Linked DNA regions of Hordeum vulgare: region 1 is linked to region 2. The links are chromatin contacts, called in public Hi-C maps. All regions are on one chromosome and are shown on one strand. Each heading gives the region's core, a stretch centred on a gene start, on an enhancer-like site or on the middle of the called end of the contact. The rest is flanking DNA. Distances are from core to core; before and after follow the strand shown. Region 1 holds the start of LOC123447887 (alcohol dehydrogenase 1). Region 2 holds the start of LOC123447883 (pentatricopeptide repeat-containing protein At3g12770-like).

The links. A called contact is a pair of places that touch in the nucleus more often than the background predicts.
Region 1: a Hi-C map of seedling shows a contact between it and region 2, with 3 times the contacts expected there. The contact joins the promoter of LOC123447887 here to the promoter of LOC123447883 in region 2. A contact is called at or near these places in 1 of 6 Hi-C or Micro-C datasets (seedling) and 1 of 1 datasets of contacts at active chromatin or transcription factors (embryo).

Annotation. Positions count from the first base shown.
Region 1 is chr4H:63,060,344-63,064,841 of MorexV3_pseudomolecules_assembly, reverse strand. It overlaps LOC123447887 (alcohol dehydrogenase 1), which reads right to left and starts at 2,606. Exons shown (of 10, transcript XM_045124602.1): 1 at 2,282-2,606; 2 at 2,048-2,184; 3 at 1,897-1,943; 4 at 920-1,245; 5 at 752-834; 6 at 580-655; 7 at 433-494; 8 at 255-350; 9 at 1-157. The coding sequence starts at 2,315.
Region 2 is chr4H:62,689,790-62,694,269 of MorexV3_pseudomolecules_assembly, reverse strand. It overlaps LOC123447883 (pentatricopeptide repeat-containing protein At3g12770-like), which reads left to right and starts at 2,992. Exons shown (of 2, transcript XM_045124597.1): 1 at 2,992-4,480. The coding sequence starts at 3,034.

The DNA of each region.
Region 1 (4,498 bases), core at 1,357-3,856, 370 kb before region 2:
TCATGTACATCTCCACGACATTGGGCAGGTCAGTGCGCGGCTTGAAGTTACCGAAGAAGGTGCCCTTCAGGGTCCTCTCATTCAGGAAGTTCATCGGGTGGGTCTTGAATTCAGCGTCCTTGTGTGGCACACCCACCAGCACAGCTACACCCCAGCCCTGTATACAGATCACAGAATTCAAGTTCATCTAGAGATAAGAGGCGATGCAAAATGATCATGCTTGAGTGGACGATTGATGTCTTAAGAAGTCATACATCATGAACACATTCAAATGCTTGTATCATAGCATTGACGTTGCCAGTGCACTCAACACTGCGGTCAACTCCGCCATTTGTCATGTCAGCGAGCACCTGAAGCATCACCATGAAGTTGTATGTTATGATCATCATTAAGCATAAGGAATAACTATTTTCCTCGTGTGAAGATACACACCTGCTGAACTGGCTTGGTGTGATCTTTCGGGTTCACAAATTCCGTGCAGCCAAACTTCCTAGCTGAAAATGGACAAAATAGAAAATCTTAGGAACTTCTCAAAACAACAAATATAACCTCATGAATAGTAAAATCAGGAGTATTTACCCTCTTCAAATCTGCTGGCGTTCAGGTCAACACCAATGATCCTTGATGCACCTGCAATCCTTGCACCTTCTGCAGCCTAAATCATACAAATATGAAGGGCAAATAGATGCAAGTCAGATGCATGTACCGATTGCAATTGCAGAACAATCAAGGGAGGGATTAGGACACTTACAGCAAGGCCAACAGCTCCTAGCCCAAATATCGCCACTGTGGAACCCTTTGGTGGTTTTGCAACATTAATTGACGCGCCAAGACCTAAAAAAAAGAATGGCAGCTCAGCATCTCGAGATAAGCTGTAGCCATAAGAAGCATACTACAACAGCAATACAAGTCAACTTACCAGTGCAAATACCACAGCTAAGAACACAGACTTTATCAAGGGGAGCCTCAGGGTTGATCTTGGCAACACAACCGACATGCATGACAGTGTACTCACTGAAGGTGGAAGTCCCTACGAAATGGTAAATCGGCTTGCCGCCAATAGAGAAGCGCGACTTGCCATCCCCGATCATCACACCTCTGTCGGTGTTGATCCTGAGCAGATCACACATGTTGCTCTCCGCAGACTTGCAATGTGGGCATTCCTTACACTCCCCAGTGAACACAGGGAGGACGTGGTCACCAGGGGCAACATCAGTCACGCCCTCTCCAACACTCTCCACTATGCTGTGAACATAAATAAGTTCAGGAGACGTGCAGCAGATAAATTTGACCAGAAATACCATATAAAAGGACTTCATGTCCGAGACACCTCAGATAAATAAAGAGATGGATATGGCAAGTCAACTAAAGCAACATGGAACAAACTCCTGATGTATCTTCACATGAGAAATAAGTTTAGGGGACGTGCAACATATAAATTGGACCAGAAAATCTATATAAAAGGACTTCATGTCCGAGCACCTCAGATAAATAAAGAGATGGATAGATATAGGAAGTCAACTAAAGCAACATGGAACAAACTCCTGATGTATCTTCACTTGTTTGAGAATCCTAGTACCAATTTACGATATTGACCTGTGTCTCCACAGTTACTCTATCAAGATTCAACGACAGTGACGCCACTACGATTCAGACAACGGCAATTATTCAGTAATAGTTTACACAGGTAGCACAGTTCTTATGATTGCTTCGCATGTTTTCAGTTCTGTGGTCGACCTATTCTCTGTCAACAAACAATTAGCACAGGCTGAAATCTGGAAATCCTAGAGGAGAGCATGAACTGAACGTATTAACATCATTGTAAACATGCATAGACAGAGTAGTAGTAGTAGTAGTAGTTCATCAAGGAAGGTGGTTGAGACTTGAGAAACATACCCTCCAGCTTCATGGCCGAAGATCCGAGGGAACATGGGGGTCTGCCCCTGAGCAACAGAGGCCACGGAGGCGCAAGTCAACCACAAAATCGACGGGCGAACATAATTACTGGCCGGAAGCAAGTGTAACAGCCGGTGGCCGGCATGCGTACCTTGGCCTCCCAGAAGTAGACGTCGGTGTGGCAGAGGGAGGTGAAGAGGATCTTGACGCGCACCTCCATGGCCTGCGGCGGCGCCACCTCCACCTCCTCCATGGTCAGCGGCTTCCCGGCCTCCCACGCCACCGCGGCTGCGACCGCGGACAGATCCAGGGAAAGGGCGTCAGAACGGCTTCCAGTGAGGCCTAGGGAATGCCGGGAGGGGGGAGAGGAGGATGAGGCACGGACCTTTGCACTTGATCACCTTGCCGGCCGTCGCCATCTTTCTCTGTCGCTTCGCGTCGCCTTGAATCGAAAAATTCTGTGAGCCCGGAATCGAAATCGAGAACTGATCTCTCACTTCACAGGATCAAAAATCCGTGTGGGGGAACCGAGTGTGGGGAGGCCGGGCTATATATGGGTCCTAAAGCGAGGGAGGGTGCGGTTTCGCCACGTCTGGCTGGCTGCCTGGCTGCGTCCCTGTTCTTCTTGGGGAGGAAACCAGGGGCGGGCGGCGTGGCGCCGAAACCGGGGCTCATGCCTCCACCTGGAAGCTGTAATGCGGCCGCGGTTTGTCTCGCTCGCTCCTCGTTGCGGGGTGTCGGGGCCCATGGCGTGGGATCGTGGGCGGCGGGTACAGCGGGGCACGCATGGACTCACACAGGTGTGTGCCACGAAAATTGTTTCGGATTCGAGAGGCCACGCGGATGTGGAAGAAGGGAAAAAGCAAAACCTTCCATCTTTCTTCTAAACACAATATAAAGGCAAGCACTTATGTACAAATGCTTATATTTATCTTTACTAGCAAAAGGATCGTGCGTTGCAACAGGAGAAAAAAATACCACACGTTTTAATCTTTTTATAATTATTTTGATTTATTAAAATAATAAGCTAACTAACTAATGTAGTCAGTCCTATCCTATTTTAGAAATCAACCCGTCCATTGTTAATTCCACCATGATGAGAAATTGAGCGGGACAAGCAAAGCAAAACAAAGAGGCTACGTGAATTGATCAATGTACGGTTATCTTATTTCACTCATGGGGTAGAGGATGTGGGATCAGATAACAAACTGAAGGTGGTGTTCCATTCTCTGTCTCTACAACAATACAATCTTACATTCAATACATTCATTCATCAGCAAACAAATCTCCACAAAACAAAATTTCTTGCCGGTGCTTGGCACACGGTTGGAGGCATGGGGATGGGATCTCACCAGATGATGAGTTCCTGCCGGAGGAGGGGATACGATGAGGGGAGCAAGGGTTAGGCGCCTTTATCTGGCCATAAGGAGTCGCCGTTGCCGCGCCATAACCTCGGAGTTCCCCATGTGAGCCATGGAGGCCCGCCTCCACCTGCAAGTACTTCGCTCCACCGTGCTGCCGTCGTTCTGCATCGAGCAGACGCATCATCCCAAGTCACTGTAGTTGTCGCGTTGATTTGATCCAGAAGCTGTGCTCGAGCGCCGAAACGGGGGCAGCAAGCGGGCAGAGGTACGACCATGGAGGCGGGTGGGTTGAGATCGACAACTGTGGTGGTTGAGGTCGGCCGCGGCGGCGAGTGGTGTGGCAGCGGCCTGGGCACATGCCAGGGTGGACCAGGGTCGACGCAATGCTCTCGAGCGCCGCAACGGGGGCAGTGAGTGGGGAGAGGTACGGCCGTGGAGGCGGATGGATTGAGATCGACAGCATTGATGGTTGAGGTCGGCCGTGGCGGCGAGTGGTGTGGCAGCGGCCTGGGCACAGGCCAGGGTGGACCAGGGTCGACGCGATGCTCTCGAGCACCGCAACGGGGGCAGTGAGTGGGGAGAGGTACGGCCGTGGAGGCGGGTGGGTTTGAGATCGGCAAGGATGGCGGTTGAGGTCGGCCGCGGCGACGAGTGGTGTGGCGGCGGCCTGGGCACAGGCCAGGGTGGCCCAGAGTCGACGGGAGGAGGCGATGCGTACGGGTATAATTTTTACAGTGAATCGTTTTTTCTTTTGCGTTCCAGATAAATAATGAAGCGCGGGTTGAATAACAAAAATTAAGAGGCTTTTTTATAAAAATACCACGGTAGGTTTTCCGACCGAAGCAATAGCCGCTTTATTATTAGGTATATCTTTATAAATGAACATACGTATATCCTATCTCTATGAACATCTTTAAGAGATTAATCGGGTTTGAAATTTACGAAGTTATCATAGACACCTCATCATCGACGGAAACGTCCCATTCCACTGAATGCGCGTCATCGGAAATTCTAAAATAAATGCAGAAACAAATGCGAGCATCAAGATTTGAATCTGATAAGCTGAGGATGTGAGTCTCTCTAACCATCCAAACACAGGTTGATTCACACTTTTCATCACTCTTAAACCATGTATGGCGTATTTTATTCGTCAAAGTATACATTATTAAAAGAATGTTTTCTACATCAGCAAAAACACTCAACTCCAACATATCATGTAAAATAGGACACTAATGCAT
Region 2 (4,480 bases), core at 1,743-4,242:
ATATGCACCGAATCCCTTCAAGCCCGCGACATTTCTTCTTTGAGTAAAATAACGACAATTGGCCTTGCAAGATTGAACAATTTTCACAAAGAGGGATCGACGCATACGGTACCTTCTTTGAAAAAGGTGTGGCGGATATGTTGGATTGTCCGTGAAGTAGTCTTGCATCAACATCTCGTTCCCGATATGGCGATTTCGAGGAATGCAAAAGACGACCGACGGTCGATCCTTGCCGCCTCTTTCGATTCTCGTCTTCATGCTCCTTCACGGCAAGGGCCATTACCAAAGTCTGCTCGCGAAAGGTGAGAAGCACCGTCTCAACATCCGATTCATCCGAATCAGATGAATCGTTGAGCAAAAACTTCTCGCACGGGCTCAATTCCATCTCCAGCGGTGGCTCTCCGGCCACGGTGGATTGGCAGATCCGGGGAGCGGGTGCAGCAGCTCGGCGGAAGAGGGCAGGGGCGCCCCCGCGACGCGATTCCGCCTGTAGATTTGGCCGGAATCGCCGACGGCGGACGGGCAGAACCAATGGCGGGCGGGCGGCGGAAGAGGGTGGGGAAAGGGCGCGGGCTGAAATGTCCCTCCCGTCAACCGCTTTCCTGAGATACGAGACACCATAGGGGCGAGGGGGAAACATGTGTTTTCGCGGGTCGGGAGGGGACTTTGCCGCGTCCTTTATTTTTTTTATGGATCGAACGCGTTTGAGGGGTCTAATCGGGCAACATTTTTTACATCAACCCATATTTTAACGATTATTTTATGAGTCGTGGTTTTATACGGGGTCTGTTCTGTTAGACATGCTCTCATCATTATCACTAGTAAAAGTGCCCGTGCGTTGCATTGGGTTAGATTGTCAATTTTCGAATATTTGAAACATGACTGAATATTTTTCTAAATCTTTGTATCCGTATATAAAAATAGACACACCGATATATAAAAACGAAATGGTCGAAAGAGTTGCTCATAAATATAATGAACTGTGCAATGATAATATTTTTCTCTGACTCACAATTCCTTCCATCCTTACATTCCATAATAATTTCTCGTAACAATCCTCCCTCTAATAGGGGGCAATTCCTTTTATAGCCCGCAATTTTCTTTCACACGACACGTATGCAACATCATACCTTGATTACTCGCGAATATATTTAAACCGATCTGATTAAATATACGGGAAGAGGTGGGGATATTTTCTTTTTTGTGCTATATGCTGAGGATCAATATGTAAGTGCTTTTACCTAGTACCCTTTTTTGTCTATCAATTAAACAAAGGCATGCGAACTTGGACATAATATAATGAGATATATATATGACGAAACCCGAATCGGCCTAAAATTATAAGTTCAAAAGGTTCATTTTGCATATTAGTACATAACCTACGCACTGCATACAACGAAGCATCTCTTCTAGCATTTCGAGCTACTATTGTTTCATGATGGAGAATGAAACCTTAATGGACTACGATGTCAAACCAACATGTAAATCCAATCAAATGATAGCATGGACAAAGAAAACTACAAGTATCCGTCTGCCCTGAACTCCTAAAATGAACACATCACCTTCAAAATATCCTCAAACCCCTTTTGGTGCCTACCACACAGCACCTCCAAATATAGAGTGCGATGCCACAATCTGTGTAAATACACTATCCGATACACGAATAAACGCATGTTTAACATGCTTCAGAATCAATATGAACAAAGCATTGACCGATTAACGATCTACAAGCTAAAACATGGCTTCAGCTTTGACTTCAGATTCAACCTAGCATCAGCCCCATAAATGTAGTGATAAATCTGAAGTTCTTTTGGTTTTGGAAGTGATAAATCTGAAGTTTTTTCTGTTTTGTTTTGAGAAATGACAAATCTGCAGCCATGGCAGAGAGAATCAGTATACCATCGCGCAGTATCACGGGAAAGCAGCAGCGAGGTGCATACCTGACGGCTTGAGCGCGGGGATGGCGAGGTCCTCCTCGCCGTAGATGTGGCGGAGGGGAGCAACGGTGATGGGCAGGGAGGGCATGGCGGAGAGCTTGAAGAGCTCCTCCCTCCAGACCCACATGGTGGAGGACATTGCGGAGTTGGCGGCGCGGAGGGAGGACTTGCGGGCCTCCAGCTCCTCGATCTCGCCCTGCTGCTCCGACGACCGGAACACCAGCGCCACGAACGAGCCCAGCAGCAGCGCGCTCGTCACCTTCTCGGGCAACGACGATCTCTTCTTCGGCGAGGTTGACGACGACCACGGCGGCAGGGCGCGGCGAGTGCGTGGAGGTGGGGAGATTTTAGGGCGTCGCCGCCAAGCCAAGTCCGACCACGATGGCGTTGACGCCGCCCATCCTCCCCCTGCCTTTCCACCAGCGCAGGATCGTCTGCCGGGCCACGCCGCACCATGTGGGCCGCCGTTCGGTGCGAGCTCACCGTCGCCACCGCCTCCTACGCGGCGCCCGCGATCGCTCCCGAATTCGTGGCCGCAGTCCGCCTCTGCCTCCCCACCGGCGCAGGCTCCTCCCTCCGGTGCGAGCTCGCCGCCGCCACCGCATCCTCCGTCGCGGCGCCCGCGACCGCTCCTGGATCCAACGAGGAGCGCCGCGGCCATGAACTTGGAGTTCAAGCCCCGCCACTGGACCTCCTCCCGCGCCTCCTAGATCACCTCCACGCCATCCCCGAATATGGATCCGTCCCCTGCTGCGCCTCCTCGACCGGATCTGGCGAAGATCACCGTCGCATCCGACGTCGTGTGCATCGCAGCCACACTCAAACCTCCAGCTCAACTTTAAAAAGGGACTATGGATCGAATACCGTAAACTATAAGGACTTACTTGCAAATTCATGAACGAAACGTTTTCCTCACTTAAAAAAGACTGCGGGTTGATTAACTGAAAAAATGAGGGATTTTTTGCAACATGACGGGTTTTCCGACAAAAGATTAGGTAAAGATTGACAAAAACAAACGCATAGAAGCCTTGCCCGACCGCCTGCTACACACACAAAAACCCGAAGTAGTGTACACCTCAAAGCGGCGGCCTCCAAGATGCCGCCGCCTAACGCCGGCCGTCTCTCCGACCTCGTTCGGCGCTGCGCCGCCGCCAAGGATCTAATCGCCGGCGGGAAGCTCCACGCACAGGCTCTCGTCGGTGGCCACCTACCCCAAGCCACCCTCGAGACGGACCTGGTCCTGCTCTATTGTCGCTGCGCTGCCCTCTCCAGCGCCCGCAAGGTGTTCGACGCGATGCGTTCTCCGTCCATGCACGCGTACAACATCCTCCTGGCCGCCTCCCCGCCCCTCTTAGCTCTTGAACTACTCTCGGGCCTCCTCGACGCCGGTTTCCGCCCTGACTGCTATGCTGTCCCTGCGGCGCTCCGGGCGTGCGCCGAGCTCCAGGACCCACTTCTTGGCGCCGCACTCCACGGATTTACCGTCCAATTAGGGTTCCTCTCCAATGTTGTTGTCTCCAGCGCACTTCTTGACATGTACGCCAAGGCTGGTCTCCTGGTCAATGCTGCGAGGGTGTTCGACGAGATGCCAGAAAGAGACTCTGTTGTGTGGAATTGCATGCTAACTGCTTATGCAAGGGCTGGAATGGCAGCCAAAACCCTTGAGCTCTTCAGAAGGGCTCAAGTGGAGGCGGTGAACATGGCGAGCGATCTGCGGGCCGTGCCGAGCGTGCTAAATGTCTGCGGAAAGGAAGGAGAGATGATGAAGGGGAGAGAAATACATGGTAGGATGGTGCGAAGCCTTGCATTCGACTTGGATGTCCCAATTGGGAACGCGTTGATCGACATGTATGCAAAGTGCGGGCAAGTGGACGCGTCACAAGCAGTGTTTGCAGGCATGCAGGAGAGGAATGTGGTGACCTGGTCGACACTGATATCTTGCTATGGTGTCCATGGGAAGGGAAAAGAGGCATTGCGTGTGTACAAGGAGATGTTATCTCAGAGACTGAAGCCGAACTGTATCACCTTCACATCTGTCCTTTCAAGTTGCAGCCATTCAGGGCTCGTGACTGATGGCCGGATGATCTTTGAGTCAATGAGGAAGGTTCATGGTGTAGAGCCCACTGCTGAGCACTATGCGTGTATGGTGGACCTCTTGGGGCGTGCTGGAGCCATTGAAGAAGCTATCGGGCTTATAAAGAAGATGCCTATGGAACCTTGTGCTACTGCATGGGGAGCTCTACTCGCTGCTTGTGCCATGCATAATAATGTCGATGTTGGAGAGATTGCGGCATATAGGCTGTTTGAGTTAGAAAAAGGCAATGTCAGTAACTATATCACTCTCTCTGGAATTTATGGTGCAGTTGGTCAGTCTGATGGTGCTGCAGGATTAAGATTAAGGATGAAGGAACTTGGCATGGTCAAGACGCCTGGTTGCAGCTGGGTTGATGTGAAGGGAAGAGCTCATGCCTTTTACCAAGGGAGCATCCCGAGTTATTTGAGGAGACAAATGCTTTGGATTTTAGATCGGTTACGTAAGGATA